Linked DNA regions of Sus scrofa: region 2 is linked to region 1. The links are chromatin contacts, called in public Hi-C maps. All regions are on one chromosome and are shown on one strand. Each heading gives the region's core, a stretch centred on a gene start, on an enhancer-like site or on the middle of the called end of the contact. The rest is flanking DNA. Distances are from core to core; before and after follow the strand shown.

Region 1 (4,844 bases), core at 1,832-4,331:
CTGCGGCTGAGGGCGCCTCGCAGGCAGCCGCGCTGGCACCCGGCTCCTCGACCTTCTCCTCGGCCTTGCTGGGCTCCTCGGCGGCCTTGGTCTCCTCGCTGGCGGGCGGTTTCTCCGGCGCGACGGCAGCCTCTTCTGGCTTGGCCTCCTGCGGGTCGCCCCCCGCCGCCCCCTCCTCGCCTGCAGCAGCCTCCTCGCTCGGCGCCGCCGCCGGCTCCCCGGAGGCTGCGCCCGCCTCGCCGGCCGCCGCAGCCGCGCCCCCGGCGGCCTCGTCCTTGCTGCCTTCGGCGGAGGCACCGGCAGCACCCTCGGCCTCACCGCCCTCTCCCGCCTCCTTCTTGTTCTTCTTGAAGGAAAAGCCGCTCAGCTTGAAAGATTTCTTGAAGGAAAAGCGCTTCTTTTTTTTTTTCGGGGTCTCGTTGCTGGGTGAGGGCGTGGCCCCGTCCTCGGCCTTAGGCGAAGACGTCGAGGAGGCGGCCGAGGCGGCCTCCCCCTCCGCAGCCGTGGGGGAACCGGGCTCCGCGGCCTCGCCCTCCGCGGGGGCCTCTTTCTCCGCGGAGGTGGCCCCAGCTTCGGGGGCGGTGGCGGCCGCCTCATCTTTCTCGGCCCCGACAGGCGACGCCGCCCCGCTCCCGGCGGGTGCGGGCTCCTCCTTGTCAGCGGCCGGGGCGCTGCCGTTGGCCTGCAGCTCCTCCTTGGCGCCGGGCTCGGCGGCCGCAGGAGACGCGTCGCCGTTTACTTTCACGTGGCCATTCTCCTGCGGGCAGAGAAAGCGGGAGCGTCACTTGAAGTGGCCGGGGCGCCGTCATTACCGACCCCGCCCCTGGAGCTGGAGGGACCAGTGTTCTCACGGGCCTGACTAGCTTTGGAGGCCCTCTCCCTTACGGGGACGCGGGATCGGATGCCCAGACTAGGGTTCCTGGAGGAAGTAGGGGCAGTGCCATTTCAAGTGCCTAAAGGTACAGCGGGAACCTAGACGACTCAAAAAATGCCCAGAAGACTAAAAAGGGCCCGAGTCCAAAACGTGGAGAGCAACGGGTAAACCATTCCAGCATTCCTTCACGAGCTTTGGAATAAAGGAGCCATGTAATATGATACACCAAACGCCCTTTGGAAGAAGGCACAGAAGCCAGAGCTGGTGGTGATCTGCGCCTAGACTGCACATCCCTCTTTCCCTCTAAACTCTAAAGACAGCTTCAAAGCACCAAGAACTCCCAGGGGGCAGCCCAGCGTTTCTGCGAGAAGCGCCTAGGCTGCCCGCGCAAACGCCCTTCGCCCGCCTAAGGCCTGGGGTCGACAGGGGGCGCTGCGCCTCCACCGCTCAGAGCTAGGCGCAGGAGGGCGCCGAGGGGCGGGGCCGCCGGCCACCCCGCCCTGCCGGGTCGGGCCCTGCCCGCTGGCCGAGGCGCCCCCGAGCCGGGATCGCGCAGCCCAGAGTCCGCAAACAAAGCTCAGGTGGCATCCTGGTTGGGATACAAACAAGGCAGAGAGAAACCCATTATTTCGTAGGTCTTGCCTTTCTTCCACGCCCACCTTCGCCCGGGATTTTGCGAAGCCGTGGCGCGCCCCAGCTGTTCATTTTGCATTTTTAACGGGTTCAGAGCCTCTTGGCAGAGCTCGCCTTCCCCATTAGGTTAGGGCAAGCGAAGCAACACGGCCTCTGCTCTAGGAAAAGAGGCGTGGTGCGTGCCCGGTGTTTGTGAAGCAACCACCCTTGGCCGACCTCTCGCGCCCACCCAACCGTGGCCATCCGCCTAGGTTTGGGCAGCGCCGGGGCAGCCCCTGCAGTGGTCCAGGCGCCACGCACACCAATAGCCCTGACTGAAACACACGAATTGCCTCTTGTTGACCATCTGGACAGGTTCTTCAAGGACCCAGTCTTCCCATCCACTTAAAAGTCAGATGTGTGTGTAATTAGACAGCTACGAACAGGGATTTAGAACAGTAGGAAAGCCCATCAAAAGGTAGTGAAACCCTTCTGTTCACCTCCAGCCAGCCAACCGGCCAGTCACCTTTCCAAGAACCCAGGGCACGCCGCCTCGGCATACAATGAGACAGCCCTTCCCTCCTAGGCTTTCTCCACCGCCATCCCTATTGCGCCCCCCCACTTCCCTACCCACTTACACAACCACACCAGTTCAGATATCCTGAAGGCGACTCAGTCTCGACAACAAACACGAGACACCCAAACACCTTTGTGCCCACCCAACAGAAATGCAACCTGCCTGGGGGTGGGGGTGTGGGGTAGCACCTAGCTAGTCACGTTCTGCCAAGCTCCAAACACGCCATTTTAGACAATTTATCACTTCTTTCCTCCCGTCTACACGAGAATTCGCCAGGATTTTCTGGGAACCACCACTTTGGGGCAGGGGGAGACACCACCTATGAGAAATTTACAATTTAGGCTATCGCTTTCCATTCAACTTTCATATTGGAATCTGGCTCTCTCCTTTCCGCCTAATGCGCCTCAGGCACGACCAGGAAGGAAGGGGAAGCGTAGGGACTAGAGAAAGATACCAAAGAAATGACCAGAACCACAGGTAGAAATTACCTGCCCATTCGCTTTGGAAGGCGACGAGGCCACAGCCGCCTCCCCGGGCCTCTCCCCAGCGGCTTCTCCCTTCGAAGCGGTCTTGGAGAACTGGGCACCCATGCTGGCTTCTTCAACAAAGAAACTCAACAGATCCAAGGGGGGAACAAAGAGCTTCGGGTTGGTGTAACGACGGGGCGAGCAGCAGCAGCGGCAGCAGCGGCGGCGGCAGCGGCAGCAGCAGCACACACACACCGGAGGGAGGGGGGAGTGGGGGTGGTGAAGAGGACAGAACAGAGTCGATTAAATACACTCCGGATAAAAAAATTTTAGTCGAAGAGATCAAAAAGCAGCAGCGCAGGAGGGAGGGAAAAAGGGTGGAAAAGTCGAGCACAAAAAAAGGAGCCCAAGTGTAGTTTAAAAAAAAAAGAAGTAATAAAAAAAATCCCAGATTTGTAGCCGCACTGTAGACAAGAGGAAAATGGAGAAATCTCCCTGGTTGCTAATAAGATGCGGAGTCCAACGCCCAAGTGCACAGATGAATGGGCTCACGGGCGCTGACGCGGCCCCCGCGCACGCCGGCCAATCCGCGCGTTGCACACAAAGCAGGGGGCGGGGCCTGCGCTCGCCTCGAACAATGGAGCCGCGCTTTGCAAACGGTTTGAAAATCAGCCTCATACCGAGAATTAATGTCCTCCAAATAAATAAATCAATTAAAAAATACATGCCTCTCGCCTCCCTCGGCTTAAAAATAATAATGCATTACTTGATTGGTTTGCTTTGTTTGTAATTAATTAACGCGGGAGGGGGAGTACTTGTGGATGGGGGCGGAGAAAACGTTAACTTGACTTGCTTTGACTCTCCTCTGTCTGTATCTGCGTCTGTCTCCTTCCACCCTCTCCCCTCCCCCATCTTTCCGTGTGTTTATGTGTATGTGTGTCTATGCGAGTTTTTAAGACAATGGTTGGGGTTTGTGTGCAGCATGTTTTCTTTCTCTGTGTTCCATATTGACTTCACAGATACTCAACAGCATTTTTTTTTTAACGGTTGCAAATGCGAAATCGCCCGAAATTGAAAGGTATTTAAACCAAGAAGATCGAATTTCATCAAACGAGATCGCGAGTTAGAATTAGGTCTGTAGGCCAGATGTGGAAAATGCAAAAGCAGCAAGCAGCCGAAGCCACACTCCCTTCCCTATCCCACATTGGCATGAAATAAAATATTTCAAGATTGGCCTACGGCGCTCATCAACCTTCTCCCCCGCCCCAATCCAATTAATGATTCCCCCCTCCCCCCAACAAAATTAAGTGAGGGCCATGTACAAAAGATCGAAAAGGTTTACATTTTATCGCTGTGTGAAATGACAATTTTCTCTAGGGTGAAATGAGATCCTACAGCATAGAGTGTACGAATCTATATTTACAGTTAAGAGGCAATTCGCGTCGATATGAATTTTTTTCAGCCTACTGCCAGGATGGGATGGACTCTTTTTTTTCTGAACGTGCGTAAGTGTGCATGCAAGCCAGTGGGCTCCTGGAAGGCAGGGAGACAGCAGTGATGAAACTCTGAACAACCGGATTGACTATTACAGTTCTAAGGAGAAATTACACATTGAGAGATAGCAAGAAGAACCCTGAACGCTTCAAGCCTAACTTGAGTTAGAAAGGAAGCTTCTATTAAGGAACCCAGGGTACCTCCATCTGTAACCCTTGCCACCGAAGTATCAGAAGCTGTTTGTGCGTGAAAGACAGAGCACTGATTTAAAGAATAGAAGGTGAGAGGGTGGGGCTAAAAATCAAGGATACACACTTATAAGCATTCTCCTATCACCTACATTTCTGCTCCCAAAGTTTTCACTTGTGTCCAAATCAGGCTACCTTTAGTGATCCTGAAATGAATTATCTTCTGCTTATGGAGGTGAGAAGCAGTCGAAGTAATGGTTCATTTCTCCTGGTGCTGGCTCTGAATTCTAAAACAGTTTTATTTTTCAGCTCATTGTAGGGAAATGGGTCACACTGAGTGAAAAAGACGGTTAGTTCAAGCCAATAACTCTTTGTTCAACTATTGCTTTGAAAATCAAGCTGCATATCTTTTCATGAAGCCTCGTCTTCTCACTGTCCACTTATTCAGATGCATCATTCAATCATGAAGTCATATCCCCCAGAACTGATGTTAAGATGTTTCCGTAAAAGTGTATCTTGCCAAACGTGTTATCACCCTTAAGGGAGCCCGCTGGCCTGGCCCAAGACCCCAGTCGCCGCGTTGGATGCGAATCCCTTGTATTAGCGGAGTTCCAACTTGAAAAGCCAACTGG
Region 2 (4,487 bases), core at 1,319-3,818, 47 kb before region 1:
TCAGTGGCTTAAAGTAACAAGTTATTGTTAGCTCTCAAAACTAGACTCAGCCAGATGATTCTTGGTTGTTTTCAGTCAGATGGGCTGGAGTCATCTGAAGGCTCAACCAGGCTGGACATCCAAGTTGGTGTCCTCATGCGTCCGGCCATCCAGGTTGGGATGGCTGAAATCTGTAGGGGCTTGCCAAGCATTTTGCCCTCTTCATGTGTTTCCTCCATGTGACTACATGGGACTTCCTCAAAGCATGGCAGTCTCAGGTTAGACTTCTTCTGTGGTGGCTGACTTGTCCCAGAAGGAGCATTTCAAAAGACCCTGGTAGAACCAGCAAGGCATCTTGGAAATAGCATGGAATCACTTCTTCTACAGTGCCAACCCAGATTCAGTGTGGGAGGGGCTGCATAGGAGCAAAAAATGGGAGGGGTGGTTACTTAGGGGACCACCTTTGGAGACCAGCTACCTTACCTGCTAAAATTTTTAATGTGCAAAATACCTTTATTGGAGGTGTGGAATGTAGACACTTAAGACAGACCAGTCAGAAGAATTGGGAAAGATCAGAGTGACAAAAACTTAACTGCAAGACAAAAGGGATGATCAGTCAATATTATTTAATATGGCCACAACCCATTTACACTCTTCTCATGAGGTGACATCTAAAACTGGGCAGGCTTTTCTGATTGTGATGCTATGTAACTTCCAAGGCAAGTTCAACAAAGGCAATGATGGGAGTTCCCATACAGCGGAAATAATCCAACTAGTATCCATGAGGATACGGGTTCAATCCCTGCCCTAGCTCAGTGGGTTAAGGATCCAGCATTACCATGAGCTGTGGTGTAGGTCACAGACGCAGCTTGGATCCTGTGTTGCTGTGGCTGTGGCGTAGGCTGGCAGCTATAGCTCCAATTCAGCCCCTAGCCTGGGAACCTCCATATGCTGTGGGTGTGGCCATAAAAAAAATTTCCAACTTGCTTGTGGGAGTACTTGCTTTTGAAAACTTCAGCTTCTCTATAAGTAGCCTGACTATCTGAGGCTGCCATGTTGTGAGGAAGCCCAAACTCATCTATGTGGGATATTGAACATAACTCATTCATTTACTGTCATCATTTAGATATCACATAAAGTGGGGGCTGGAAACTCCTGGTCTCCTTGCTTTGGAGAGATGTTTAAATTTTCAGATGCTTAGGAGTTGGATGGGGACCCTGAAGGGCATGGTTTTGAACCTAATGACCCCTTTAAAATGAGATTAGAGGCTTGATTAAGGTTTGGTGTGAGCCAGTATAAGGTTGTTAGCAGGTAGGATACACAATAGCTATCAAATAACTTTGAACCTTCTGCCTTTTCACTCCTGTTTTAGGCTAAGTGCTCAGTGAACTGTTCTTTCCTTTAGTTCAGCGTTTGAAACTCTTTATTTCTTTAAAGATAATTTTACTTAAAACTTAAAGACTTACCATGGGCCCTATGATGTGAAAAGCCAGGAAGAAAGTGGTTCTGGCATGTTTGGGTGAAGCTAAGTTTGGAGGGACCCCAGTGCCAGGGGACCTGCGCTCATTCCTTTTGTCCTTCTGCCCTGCTACTCATGCCCCTGTAGCACAAACATTCTTAGGGAAAACAAAGTCCACTGACCTCATTCCAAGAAAATCAGTAACAAACACCCAGTTGTCTTTGAGAAAGAAAGGAGATGACATTGAGAAACACGACAGAGAAAAAGAGCTAGAACTCCTGGTTACTCTTTCAGGCTTCCCAGTGGGAACTTGGTGTCTCTGATAAACAAAGCACAGGCAGGAAGGAAGCTCAAAGTCAGAGGAGGGGGCTGGCAGGCCCATCCCAAGCAGGGACAGTTGGAAGAGAAGCCTGGACCTGGGGACTCCTGGGGAGGCCTCTTCTTCAATTTTGTGTGTGTGTGTGTGTGTGTGTGTGTGTGTTTTGTCTTTTCAGGGCCGCACCCTCGGCATAAGCAGGTTCCCAGGCTATGGGTCTAATCAGAACTGTAGCTGCCGGCCTACACCACAGCCACAGCAACAGCAATGCCAGATCAGAGCTGTGTCTGCAACCTACACCACAGCTCACAGCAACACTGGATCCTTAACCCACTGAGTGAGGCCAGGGATTAAATCCACAACCTGATAGTTCCTAGTCAGAATGGTTTCCGCTGCACCATGACGGGAACTCCCTCTTCTTCAATTTTTGTGTCCCTCTTTCTGAAACAAGGATTCTGGGGACACCCTCTGGCCTGGTGGGACGTGGGTGAATCTGAAGTGCCTGGAGAGCAATAAATGCAGGTTTTCTGCTTGTAAGTGGGAGGAAGTGGGCAGCACTGGAAGCGATCAGGGTTGAGGGTAGGAGGGACATTCTTGCCAAACCTGTTCCCAGGCTTTCTAACTCTCTAGGAATGGAGGGAAGAGAATGCCTCGGTCAGTTTCCTGTAATTCAGTCCCCGGAGCCAGGGCCCCTCTGAGAAAACAAATGCACAAGAGAAAAGGACAAGAAGGAGGAAACGCCAGCTAGGCAACTCCAAAGGGATCCACGGCTAAGCTCACGGGCAAACTGCTTCAGTGCAGGAAGTAAGTAAAGCGCAAACAGGATCTGAGCGAGGTCATTTGTTTGGGAGGAGAAAAGGGGTGAAGGGCAGTCCTGTGAATGTGCAGAATTATGTCAGAGCTTCCAGATCCTGGGCCACCCCCACCTGCCTCACATTGCAGTGTGGAGGACTCCGCTGGGCTACACAACTCTCACCAGATCTGTCAGGATCATTAAACAATGAATATCCCTCTAATCACAAGATCAACACCAAGAGTTACTTTCCTGGGGAGCTGCCTGGCGGGAGGGGAGGAGCAGAGTGAGAGTTCCTAAAAGAACTTTTGTGATCTGCTCAGAATACTTTTTGCAAATTTTTAGATGTATTCCATGAGTTTCCTTTTTTAAAAAAATAAAAATAAAAAGCCATTTCCTGAACAGAATCTACTGATTTTTTTTTTTGATTCAATTCTTCAGTACACTTTTACTTTATGAACTTGAACTATCAGCTTTCTGCATGATGTTACATTGGCAGAACAATGGATACTAGAACTTTCTCCCGGACTGTTTTATTCTACATTTAGCTTTTCTAGAGGCAGTGTTAGGAGCTTTAAAGTATGAAAGACCATCAGCATGGCCTTATCACATAGTATTCCTTGGTACCCAAAGATTAATGAGCTTAGATATTAGAAAAGAAAGCATAAATCAAGAATCTAAAAAGGTCAATAGCTCAGTCTTTGAAGAAATAGAGATTCCTTCCCTCTTGGGTGGTATTTCCCACTCCTAACAAAAGGTAATACTTTTATTTTTGGACTTGATTTGGTTCATATTTTCCAGAACTCCAAGTAAGCAGATTTCATAAACAAAAAAGTGGGAGTGGGGAGGTCAAGTGCTCAGATTAAACCCCCCCCCCAACCTACCTCTCCTAAGGACTTTTAAGTGGATTCAGCTACTCTCACCTGATACTTACTATCTTCTCTGGCACTTTCTACTCTGGGCCACGTCATACCAGCCACATGAGCTCACCTGCTGCCTTTGTGGCCCTAGAAGCAAAGGTGGGAACACGTTTCTACAATCCTGGACCCAGGATAGGAGCGCAAAGGGAATGAGTGGCTGGCCAAATTAAAAAGGCAACTTTGTATCCCAGGGAGTTCACCCACTGTTTCTCGACTTAAACATGATGCAGCACCATGATTGCTCTGTAGGCTCATTGCACATGCCGCAGAGAGGGCCCAACTTGAGCCCATCTGTCTTAACATTTTCCTTTACACTTTTTTTCCACTTGATACTCTAACGTGATGATTTTTTTTTCCCCTAGAAAAAATCACCTGGTAAGGGTTAGTCCTAGATATCACGCAGGGGTCTCTAGACGCACAACTGGATTCTTACACTGGTAGAAATGTGTCTTTTTTTTTTTTTTTTTTTTTGGTCTTTTTGCCTTTTCTAGGGCCGCACTTGCGGCATATGAAAGTTTGCAGACTAGGGGTCGAATCGGAGCTGTAGCCGCCAGCCTATGCCAGAGCCACAGCAACACAGGATTGGAGCCACGTCTGCAAACTACACCACAGCCCATGGCAATGCCGGATCCCCAACCCACTGAGCAAGGCCAGGGATTGAACCCACAACCTCATGGTTCCTAGTCGGATTCATTAACCACTGTGCCACGACGGGAACTCTGAAATGTGTCTTTTAAGGAGAGTGTCCTGAAATGATCCGTGGGGAATCCAGTGAGCTCTTTGTGGTAGAAGGCTTTGTTGCATAGTTGTTGGTCAGGGCAGTGCTTTTTCAAAGTAGTAGACGTTACAATGGAAATTTAAGACAATTTAAGATATATCCTATTATTTCTCTCCTGCTGCTCTTCTATTTTTGATTGCGTGCTTGAAGCGGAAAGCATTCTTTCTAGAAGTCATAATAACTATTGCCCAGTGGTTGGCTCACAAGGTTGAAAACTGAAGAGTTCACTGTTGTGATTATTT

What was found. Hi-C and Micro-C count contacts between places; a contact is called where the count stands out from the background.
Region 2: a Hi-C map of retroperitoneal adipose tissue shows a contact between it and region 1, with 2.4 times the contacts expected there. The contact joins the enhancer-like site here to the promoter of MARCKS in region 1. A contact is called at or near these places in 6 of 47 Hi-C or Micro-C datasets (alveolar macrophages, embryonic fibroblasts, fibroblasts and 2 more) and 2 of 2 datasets of contacts at active chromatin or transcription factors (alveolar macrophages and skeletal muscle).

The regions. Positions count from the first base shown.
Region 1 is chr1:79,788,033-79,792,876 of Sscrofa11.1, reverse strand. MARCKS (myristoylated alanine-rich C-kinase substrate) reads right to left here and starts at 3,081. Exons shown (of 2, transcript XM_021091501.1): 1 at 2,552-3,081; 2 at 1-757. The coding sequence starts at 2,653.
Region 2 is chr1:79,835,187-79,839,673 of Sscrofa11.1, reverse strand. No RefSeq gene overlaps it. Among named protein-coding and RNA genes, the nearest start is that of MARCKS, 48 kb to the right of the region's middle. Within about 2 kb of position 2,568, at least 11 of the 83 cell types and tissues checked have an H3K27ac peak or open chromatin away from gene starts, as enhancers often do. A contact at or near this core is called in retroperitoneal adipose tissue, where this site is marked.